Regions from separate parts of the Mus musculus genome. Here all the other regions are linked to region 1. A link is a contact called in public promoter capture Hi-C data. All regions are on one chromosome and are shown on one strand. The core of a region is the stretch at or near the end of the contact, and the rest is flanking DNA. Distances in the headings are between cores, read along the strand shown.

Region 1 (3,213 bases), core at 208-2,707:
TGAAGAGAGTTTGAAGTAGCTGCTGACAATCTGCCCATGTAGGTGATGGATATAAAACACCATTTCTAGCAGAAAGATCAAGCCTTGGGTTTTTTTCTGAGAAAGAGAGAGAGATTTTGAGTTTCCAGTTATACAGATCACTAGTGGAGAAGGGACCATTGCTATAATTGATTGATGGCCCTTCCCAGCTTCCTCATCCTGAGTGGCCCCTGAGTGTGTGGAGATCTCTTTCAAAGGGAGGATAGCTGTAGGCAAAGACCTGGGGGAAGCATGGCAGGGGCATGGTAGGATGTGTCTTGAGAGGGGAGCCATGGTGACTCTATCCTACCTCAGTGAGAGCAGGCAGGGATGCAGTCTGTAAGAGAAAGGAGGAGGATAGTGAATGGCCAGGAGATGGGTCAGGAAGAGGTCCCACCCCGGGTGTGAGGGGACTCAGGATGCCTCTGGTGTCACAGTCCCTGGCTGGTGCCCCAGCCACACAGGGTGGTGGTCCATCTTCTTCTGATGGGGATGGTAGGGGCTGGAGGCTGAAATTTGTCCCACCCCTTGGTCTTTAATTCTTCTGAAACAAAACTGGCGTCATTAGGGGACTGAGTTGGCTGCTACTCTCTCATCTGGGATAGAAATTCCTCACCAGGAACCCCCAGGCCAGAATGTTGCCTAGTTGGTCCCGGTTTCCTGGTTTTCTAAAGACCTCCTGTTGCACTCTGTAAACAAGAGAAAGTTTGAAGAAGCCTTCAGCAGGCCAGCCCACCTGAAATGAAGGCTAAAGGAGGGAGCAGAAGACAGTTAGTTTTCCTGAATAGCTCTGTTCTCTGCACTCCTGGGGCTTTTCTCTGGAAGTCCTTAAAATGCAACTTCCTCAGATCTCAGGGGGGGTTTCTGGGTGGAAGGTTTTTTCCCCCATCTTTTCAATTTCTTCAAGGACAAGAAATGACACAAAAAGTAAGGCACACAACACAAAGCCACAGTGTTCTCCCACTTGGCACTAATGCTTCTCGTCAGCCTTCCCTTGCCTCCAGAAGGAAGCAACTAGGGCCCAGTGGTTCCTCTGACTCAGGAATTAACTCTGCGTCCAGCTTTCCTATGAATCTCACAGACAGATGCCTGCTACCAGCAGTAACTTTACCTCTGAGAGGGCTCCCGATGCCACTCTTCTACAATCCAGGCATGGAGAACCTGTCGACGGCCACCTCTAAATGTTAGGTTTATCCAAATGTTCTCAGCTTCCAGAAGACCAGACTCCTCAGTGGAATCTAGGTGCTGAGGGCTGGTGGCTCCTTCGGCTTGAGAAAAGTCTTGGCTCTCAGTACACCGAAAGCCCTGGGATCAAGGCTGATCAGCAAAGAACGTGAATCGGGCTGAACGCCTGGATCTCCGTGGAGTCTCCTGATGTTCTGGACCTTTATTAGATACTGGCCAGCTACACACCGGAGACTTGGGATTCTCAAAGTGTGTTCCCAGCTACTGTTAGTCTGGGGTTTATAAAGGCAAAAAACCACAGGTTACAATGTGGGGGTTGAGTTGGCACACACGCTGCCTACATGCAGGCAGAGCTAAACTTTTATTACCGATGCCTTGCAGATGCCTTGGTTATCTTGAGCAATCAAGCGTTTGGTACAGAAGTAGAATCAGCAGTTAGCCTTGTGACCCATTATCGTGTAAGAACAGCAGAGGCAGTCAAACTTTTTACAACATCAGACAGTTTTAGGAACAGCCCAAATACTCCAGGAAGTTATCCATCTTGGGAGTGTTAGCTGACAGGGTAACAAAAACTTTACAAAAACTTACAAGGTAGAGAGCAATTGTACATAATGTTGGCCATCACACTGCCAGAATCTCACATAGTATAGGAATGGTCTGCTAAAGACAGCAGCCCCAGGCCCCATCCCTCAAGGTTACTGCTGGAAATAGTGGAATCTGCAGGTCTGAGAGAGGGGACTGAGAAACTGGTGGGTAGCATGCTGAATCGCACCTGTACCTTGCGACCTCGAGAACAGTGATGGTCAAGAACTCACATCCCACACTCTGCTTCTTTGTGAGTGAGAAATGGCTTACTACAAAGGACTCTGCTGTCCCTGTGACTTGGATAAGATTCCAGTTGACCTCTTGTCATCCAGACAAAGCCAAAAGGACCTCCTAATTTTCATTCTTAGCCTCCTAAATGATTTCCTAACCTAGACATGGTACCTTCCACCTGGAATCCCTGCACTCCAGAATCTGATGAAGGATGATGAACTCAAGGTTAACCTAAGCTATATAGCAAAAACTATCTGAAAGAGAAAGGAAAAGAGTCAAAATAAGTGATTTCTTGGCCTGTTTGCCTCTACCGATCAGTCAGAACACAATTGGTGACAGCCAGACGCCATTTAAGGTCCTCAACTCCCCTGCAGGTCTCTGAAATTTGGTCTGCCTTCAACAGGAGAAGCATATCACCCTCCCGATGAGAAGGTGCCCTAAGTACAGCATCCTCAGACTCTGACAGGCCATGCTGATGAGAACAGGATACAGGAACTGATTGGGAAGATTTCGGGACAGAGACTCGGAACACAAATCATTCTCATTCTATAATGCCCTTGGTTGTGTCTTGGCTGGAGGCCTGGCAAGTCAGACGAGGGCTCAAATTCTATATCCAGCTTCTCATAAGTGAGCTACCCTGTCTGGAGGCTGTATACAAAGAGTGTGACCCGAACTCCAGTCCAGAAGCTAAACCCTCTGGACAGTTTTGGAACTGGTCCTCTAAACTTCCATGATGGAAATGAGTTATAGCTATTGTTCAGTTTCAGCCTGTCTCCTAAGTGATTTTAGAGTCTTAACACTTGAGGTAAAATGTTACAATAGTCTTAGAGGCCATTAAGGCTCTGTAGAGGCCCATTAAAGAAAGCTATTTCTTCCCTGTAAGAAGAATGGAATCTATCACAGGACCTGGGTGGAGATGACATTCTGATAGCTCCAAAGAGTAGAACATTGCATATACTGTCTCCTCCTTTAAGAGTCAATCCATCTGGGGCAGTCAATTGCCTAGCTAAGAGACCAACCCTCAGGAAATGATAAATTGAAAGCCATGGTAAGGAGAGGGAGGAATAATTATCCCCCTAATGAGAAAATGCCCTTGTCCTTCCTGGAACCCTGAAGTGGGCTCCACAGAGTTTCCACAGCTAAGTCCTCAGCCTAAAAGTCAACTTACTCCTTTTATTCTTCTTCCTTTTCTTC
Region 2 (3,213 bases), core at 530-3,029, 310 kb before region 1:
CTTGCTTCAGTCTTTGTCACATCTCCTGTGACCATCCTTCACCAGGCATAGATGCCTGAGGCCTTACCTATCCTTCAAGATCACATGAGGGCAAAGGCCTCCTGTCTTACCTGAACTTCAGGAACAGTTTCTAGTCAGACTCGTAGGATGGGCTAAGGGGCTATGGCCCCCAGGAACCCAAGAAATGGTACATTTCCCCAGATTTTCCTGAAGCCACCCAGGGGCATCATGAGTCCATCTACTCCTCTCTGCTGAGATCCTGTCAGATCCAGGAGTGAGGTCAGCAGCTGTGCTTTATTAGCTACAAAGCAAGATCCATGGAGGCCTCTGCTGAAGAGACCCTTCTGCTCCTCATTCACGCTCAGTTCCCGGTGTGAGCAGCAATAGTGTGCACAGGGCATAGGGCTGAAGCCTGGTCATGGACGACTGCTGTGCTTAGCACAAGTACTGAGTGGGACCCCAAACACCTAAGCTGGCATTTAAAGCAAACCTGGCTCCCTTCTACCAGAGAGATCAGTGCTCAGTAACTTGACACTGGGGGCTACCAACTGACTGATTTCTGACTTGACCCATGGATCCTTCCACTGTGAGAAGCCTGCCCCCTAGCTTCAAGGAGGCCAGCATGTACAAAAGGGGCACTCTGGTGTAGGTAGCACATTCCCAGTGCCTGCTATAACTGCTTCTCTGTACTGGGTGCTTTGAAAACGCAGATCCCAGATCACTTTGTAAACCATTTCCTTCTGATCCCAGCTACTACTCTTGTAAAATTATCGAGAAAGGCTTGGAGTTTCAGGCAGACTACCTCCTTAGTAAAGGACAGAAACTTTTGGTTCACAACACCGATCCATGCTGGAGCCAGTAACTGGCTCTTCCAGTTTCAGGGTCTTGTTTAGAAAGGTGTCCCTCTAAGGGCTGATTGCTCCCAGTTATCAGTCCCATGCAGGTTGGATACATGCGGTTGATATTTTCTTTTCAGAGACTGATCCATGGGATGTATGTCTCGACTCAGAGCTAAGGAACATCACAGCTAGGTATGGCTTTTCTTAACATCCACACGCTTGTCTGCTTGGGTGTGTAGATCCTCTGTAACGATTTATCACTTGCATGATGTAGCCACTATGTTCCCTGAGGCCCTCAAACATTGCAGATGCACCTGGGGGTGGGGGGTGGGTGGGGGGGGTGGGGGAGCTGATACAAAGTCTGTGCTTATGTGACTTTCAAAAGCCAACAAAGTACCAAAGTCCTTTAGTCTTGCTAAAAGATCCAAAGGACAGTGGTGACCCCATGGATTAAAGGGGAAAACCAGTTCCCAAAGTATGTTTCTGAGCTATATGACCTTCCCTCCACACACCAGCAAGGTGAACACAGACTGTCCTGTGATGGCTAAGGATTTCAGAAGAAGGCTCTATATGAATTACAGGCCAAAGATGGACAGTTTGCACAGTCTGAACAAAATATAAGTACTCTTACCAATAAATAGGTCTCAAAATGATAAATAAGGCTCTCCCCTGTTGGCAGCCTGGAATCCCAGTGAGAAGTGATGGGCACAGACAGGCACAATGAACTATGTACACAGTGTAAACAGTAAGGCCCTGGGGCGGGGGGGTGGGTGGGAATGGTGAGGGATTCATACAGTTAGGAGTGTGGGGAAGGGGGCAGTGAGCCCAGGGCAAAAACAACAGATTTGTATGGCGGGCATCCAATATACCACCAAAGCTTGCTGTATGGCAGGTCCTATGGCAGTAGGTCCATTGACTTCCTCCAGGTGGCAGTAAGGAGTAAAACTGTCCACGGATCTTTTCCCTGGGAGCAGCAAAACGAGAATTTGTACCTCTTCCCCCCCAAGGGGAGTAGCCATACTTGAAGTCTTCTGCCTAGACATCAGGAGCTGACTAAACAGTTCCTTAGACTGGATGAGAAGGGCGAATCCCGCAGCTCTTCCATTTCAGGAAGAGCTCTGGACAACTATGTCCAGCAGGCGGCACCATAACCCACCACCTTCCGAGTGCTCCGACCCCAGGTCCAGCTCCGGTTGCTTTGAGGTGAGATGGAGCAGCCACCCTGGTCAGAGTTTTGGATCCGAAGGCAGAATCCTATAAAGCACCCCACCTCTGGCCCCAGCACCCTCCTCAGCCTGAGTTTCGGTCCTTAAATGTCAGTCTCCCGGAGGTTGCTGAGGTCGCCCGGCTCATAAGCCTGGCAGATGACAGCCTCTGCCCCGTCTTGGGGAACATTTAGGGACACTGCTTCTACCTCCGAGCGCAGGGCACACGCAGTCTCCGCGCGCCGCGCGCCCCCAGAGCGGAACTTATGGGACAGGCTGGACACCTTCGCACGCAGCTGGGTCGTGGGTCTCTGTAGCGGCCCAAGCAGCCTCCACTCCCGGAGGGCGGAGGCTGGCTTTCGACGGCCGGAGACCGAAGCCTGCGCCTCCGGCGTGTCTACGGAGCCCGGGCCTGGGTGTGCAGTGAGGGCTAGGGGAGCCCCGGGGGGTGCGATGCGCGGGCTGGGGGCACAGTCGGAGCGCGGGTCGCCGGTCGAGGCTCGCCAGTGGTGGCCGTAGACTCGCCAGAGGCGGCGGCGGCGGCGGCGACACTGGCAGCGCAGGAGGCGGAGGAAGGCGCGCTTGAACTCGCGACTGGAGCAGGGGTAGATGAGCGGGTTCACACAGCTATTGAAGTAGCCCAGCCAGAAGATGACCTTGAAGACGCCCTCTGATGGTTTCAGCTGAGGGAACAGAGAACCTGCGGAGAACAGAGACCAGGCTAGTTAACTGATGGGGTTAGGAGGGAGGTTGACAAAGGACTGCTGCCGACCTCAGAAGCTGAGTCACGAGGTGGGTGCTATCAAGGGGGCGGGAGTGTTTCTCTCTATGAACATAGATGGGGAAAAAGAACCATCTTCTCTTGTTTTCCGAGTTCGACCTGTTAGAAAACTATTTGGGCACAGGCAACGAATCCCAACCAGAAAGAGACCAAACCACATTCAGCCAGTTTCGTATAGAAACTGGAGACTGCGTGTGCCCTGAGCTCGAAAAGTGGAAACAATGTCCCTAAACGTTCCCCAAGATGGGGACAAAGGCTGTCATCTGCCAGGCTCATGAGCCTGGAGACTACAGCAACCGCCCAGAGACTGCCAGAAACCGGCTCCACCAGTCTTTGCTGCGGAGCCTAGTTACTGCCGCCAGTGTGGAGGTCTCTCTGCTGAGGGCGG
Region 3 (3,213 bases), core at 476-2,975, 260 kb after region 1:
AATCCCAGGGATGATAGACAAGCTGAGCTGGTGATACACTTGGCAAATGCCCATTAAAGACAATGATGGACCTGATGCCTCCAGCATCAATGCACATAAGGTGTAGGAATATAATCTGCATTTATTTAATGACAATGGCTTAAGCAGAGAAAACATTACACGGGAGAGCAAACGGACAGAGAAAGAAACACACAAAAATGTCCATAGTGGCAGGCTCAAGGATATGTCTTCCTAATTTTTATAATGCGCTGTCTTTTTAAATTTTTATTATTTCATTATATAAATATGATTGTTTTGTCTGTATTCATGCACCATGTGCATGCCTTCACCATATGCATGCCTTGTGCTGCAGAGGACAGGAGGCTGGATCCCCTGGAACTAGAGTTATAGTAAATTGTAAGCTGTCAGGTGGGTGCTAGGAATCAACTGTAGGTCCTCTGGAAGAGCAGCCAGTGCTCTTAGCTGCTGAGCCATCTCTCCAGCCCTAGGCTTATTTTTAATAGTAAACACAGATGTCTTTTACTATAAATGAAAATAAAGTAATTTCTTTTCAAATAAATGATTGGACTGGAGGAATAGCTTAGTGGGAAGAGGTACTTGCCACTGAATCTGACTACACGAGTTTGATCTTGAGAACCCACATGGTGAATGGGAGATGAATTGTATATATATGGAGTATGTACATATTTTTAAAAGCACTTACTTTGTATTTATTGATTGATTAGGTATGTTAGTTTTTGTTTTTTTAAGACAGGGTCTCACCATGTAACTCTGAGTAGCCTAGAAGTCACTACATCCACGTCAGCCTCAAACCTGTCCTTCACCTGCTTGTGCCTGGGATTGAGAGTATTTGCCACACTTCTATGCATTTATAACAGGTCTTGTAACTATACACTTAGAGGATTTCACAATATATAAATTAAAACTAAATAAAAATATCATGACATAGTATTTCATAGCATACTCAATTCATTTGGTTTTGATAAAAGAGAATGTAGGACTAGGAATGTCCTTTCTTGTAACTTTTCTATAGGACAATTTGCCAATATCTATCAACACTTTAGGTACTGTCTAACAACCTTACCACTAGGCCATTGTCCCCCATAAGAGATGCTGCAGCAGTATCATTTAGAATGTCAAAACTAACTTGGCCGGGCAGTGGTGGCGCACGCCTTTAACCCCAGCACTTGGGAGGCAGAGGCAGGCAGATTTCTGAGTTCGAGGCCAGCCTGGTCTACAGAGTGAGTTCTAGGACAGCCAAGAGGACACAGAGAAACCCTGTCTCAAAAAACAAAAGAAATCAAACAAAAGAAAAAAGAAAAAGAAAGAGAAAAAGAAAAAGAAAAAGAAAAACTTAACTAAGACTAGGGCTGAGGCTGGCGGCCCACGTTTGTGAGCCCAGATTCCCTGGAGAATGAGACAGGACAGGACTATCTGGGCTACAGAAGTTAAGGCCAGCCAAATAGCTTGGTGAGAGAGACCTTGCCCCATCTTTTTAAAAGTTAAAAAAGGGGGGTGGGGCGGGGAGGGGTACGCTGTGGGCACAGCTTGGAGGTTAAGCATGCCAAAGGCCATGCATGAGTTTAATCTCTTGTAGTGAAACAAACAAAACACAAAAACATTGCACTGCCTGTCCATCAAGCTTTGGGGTAAGAACAGTAGAAACAAAGAGGGAGTAAAGCTTCTTAGTGCTCTGCAAGGGTTCAAGGCCGGCAACCACACTGCAGAGTGCTAGGAAGGGTGAGAGAGCAGGCCACTGCCATGGTGACCCCGGGACAGCCAACAGCAACACACTCAACAAAGCTTTGCTAATAACAAGCAAAGCCAAAAGCAAAAAAAGCAAAACAAATATTTACCTCCTACCTTGTAATTAATCTGAGGGTCAAGATCGTACACGTTTATTTTCTAATCTACTTACTGACAGGCTCTAGCAGGCCCCAGCATGGCAAACATGGCTCTGGCTGACCTTCCCCTTCCCCTAGTCCCTCTTTCTTGCTAAACTTTACATTCCTAATGCTAGCCACCAAAGTCTATTCCCTTGGCCACTTCCTCCTCCTGAGGCTGACCACCAAGGTCCAGCTATCAAAGTACCAAAGTCCAGCAACCAAAAGGCCCCCTCTGGCTCACCTACTTAACATGCCAATCAAACGAGCCAACTCACCCTAACATGGGTTTCCCCTAACCACCATTTGCCTATGGGCCACATCTGTCCACTCTCTATCCAGAGGCAGTCCTTTGTAGAGCCTTCTGTGGGGCAAATATCCCTTCTCACTCTCCCTTGTTCCCTTCACTCCTCCCTCGTCTCCTGCCTTTGTCTCACATTCCCTGCCCTTTGTTCTGGGGTAGATAAATCTCCTTTGTGCTGAGAACTTGGTCTTGGGGTGTCCTGTGCGGACACTGATTTTGGCCTAGAGGAGTCCATTATCCTATCATCAGCATTCACCTAACAGTTCGTCCATCACTCCCAGGCTCTTCCTAAAGTGTACAATGGACGAGGTCAGTACGGGGCTCCAGGAATAAGGGGCTCCCGGCAGAGCTCTATGAAGAAGCACACAGCTCCGCTGCTTGTGTTTTAGGAACACCCATGGCGCTCTGGACCGGTCCAGGCACTGTTACTGCAGTTGAGCTCTAGGATGGAAGCTGAAGGGCAAGTTCTAGGAAGCAGAACCAAATCCTAGCTGGAGAAAAGCTAGTGGTGGATTAAAATCTAAAGCAACCTTAGACCTAGCCGGAGGTGCTCTGCAGGGATGGAGTCCACTTCTCACCCACCCATGCCCAGTCCTAAAGCTCTTCCCGTGGCTTCTCTATTACAGAACGTCTTCAAGGCTCCAGCCCAAACCAAGCTTGGTCACATACGACACGTTCACTCCTGTGGAGGTTCACGTCTGTGACAACTACCTACAAGACTGAAGCTCAAGCAGGAAGCTCACAAGTTCAAAGTCTGCCTAGGCTACAGAGTGAGCCTGAGGTCAGCCTGGGATATGGAAGTTCAAAGTTAGTAGGTAAGTCTTGGTAACAACGTAATTTCTTGTCTAAAATAAAATAAAATAAAATAAAAATTAAGAGCTAGGGCTGCCACTCAGTGGTTAGAATATTTACCTAGCATGTTCAAACCTCAGTGCCAACAAAACAAAACTCTCCTCTTGTCGCACAAAATACAGTCTTGTCTTTTTTCTTTTGATTTTTTTCAGGACAGGATTTCTCTGTGTAGCC

The links. Promoter capture Hi-C pulls out the DNA fragments that hold promoters and counts their contacts.
Region 2: a promoter capture Hi-C map of trophoblast stem cells shows a contact between it and region 1, with 4 times the contacts expected there. The contact joins the enhancer-like site here to the promoter of Erv3 in region 1. A contact is called at or near these places in 4 of 39 promoter capture datasets (embryonic stem cells, hippocampal neurons, liver and 1 more).
Region 3: a promoter capture Hi-C map of the C10 cell line shows a contact between it and region 1, with 2.8 times the contacts expected there. The contact joins the enhancer-like site here to the promoter of Erv3 in region 1. A contact is called at or near these places in 2 of 39 promoter capture datasets (the 3T3-L1 cell line and the C10 cell line), 1 of 15 datasets of contacts at CTCF or cohesin (the NIH/3T3 cell line), 1 of 484 Hi-C or Micro-C datasets (nephron progenitors), 4 of 115 datasets of contacts at active chromatin or transcription factors (embryonic stem cells and epiblast stem cells) and 3 of 9 other capture datasets (adipose tissue, embryonic stem cells and liver).

The regions. Positions count from the first base shown.
Region 1 is chr2:131,858,290-131,861,502 of GRCm38.p6, forward strand. It overlaps Erv3 (endogenous retroviral sequence 3), which reads right to left and starts at 1,458. Exons shown (of 2, transcript NM_001166206.1): 1 at 1,130-1,458.
Region 2 is chr2:131,543,797-131,547,009 of GRCm38.p6, forward strand. Adra1d (adrenergic receptor, alpha 1d) reads right to left here. Exons shown (of 2, transcript NM_013460.5): 2 at 1,561-2,744. The coding sequence ends at 2,149. All of the region lies in intron 1 of Gm39938 (a long non-coding RNA gene), which reads left to right. Among named protein-coding and RNA genes, the nearest start is that of Gm39938, 7.1 kb to the left of the region's middle. Within about 2 kb of position 1,780, at least 59 of the 459 cell types and tissues checked have an H3K27ac peak or open chromatin away from gene starts, as enhancers often do. A contact at or near this core is called in trophoblast stem cells, where this site is marked.
Region 3 is chr2:132,121,381-132,124,593 of GRCm38.p6, forward strand. All of the region lies in intron 1 of Slc23a2 (solute carrier family 23 (nucleobase transporters), member 2), which reads right to left. Among named protein-coding and RNA genes, the nearest start is that of Gm14051, 21 kb to the right of the region's middle. Within about 2 kb of position 1,726, at least 14 of the 459 cell types and tissues checked have an H3K27ac peak or open chromatin away from gene starts, as enhancers often do. A contact at or near this core is called in liver, where this site is marked.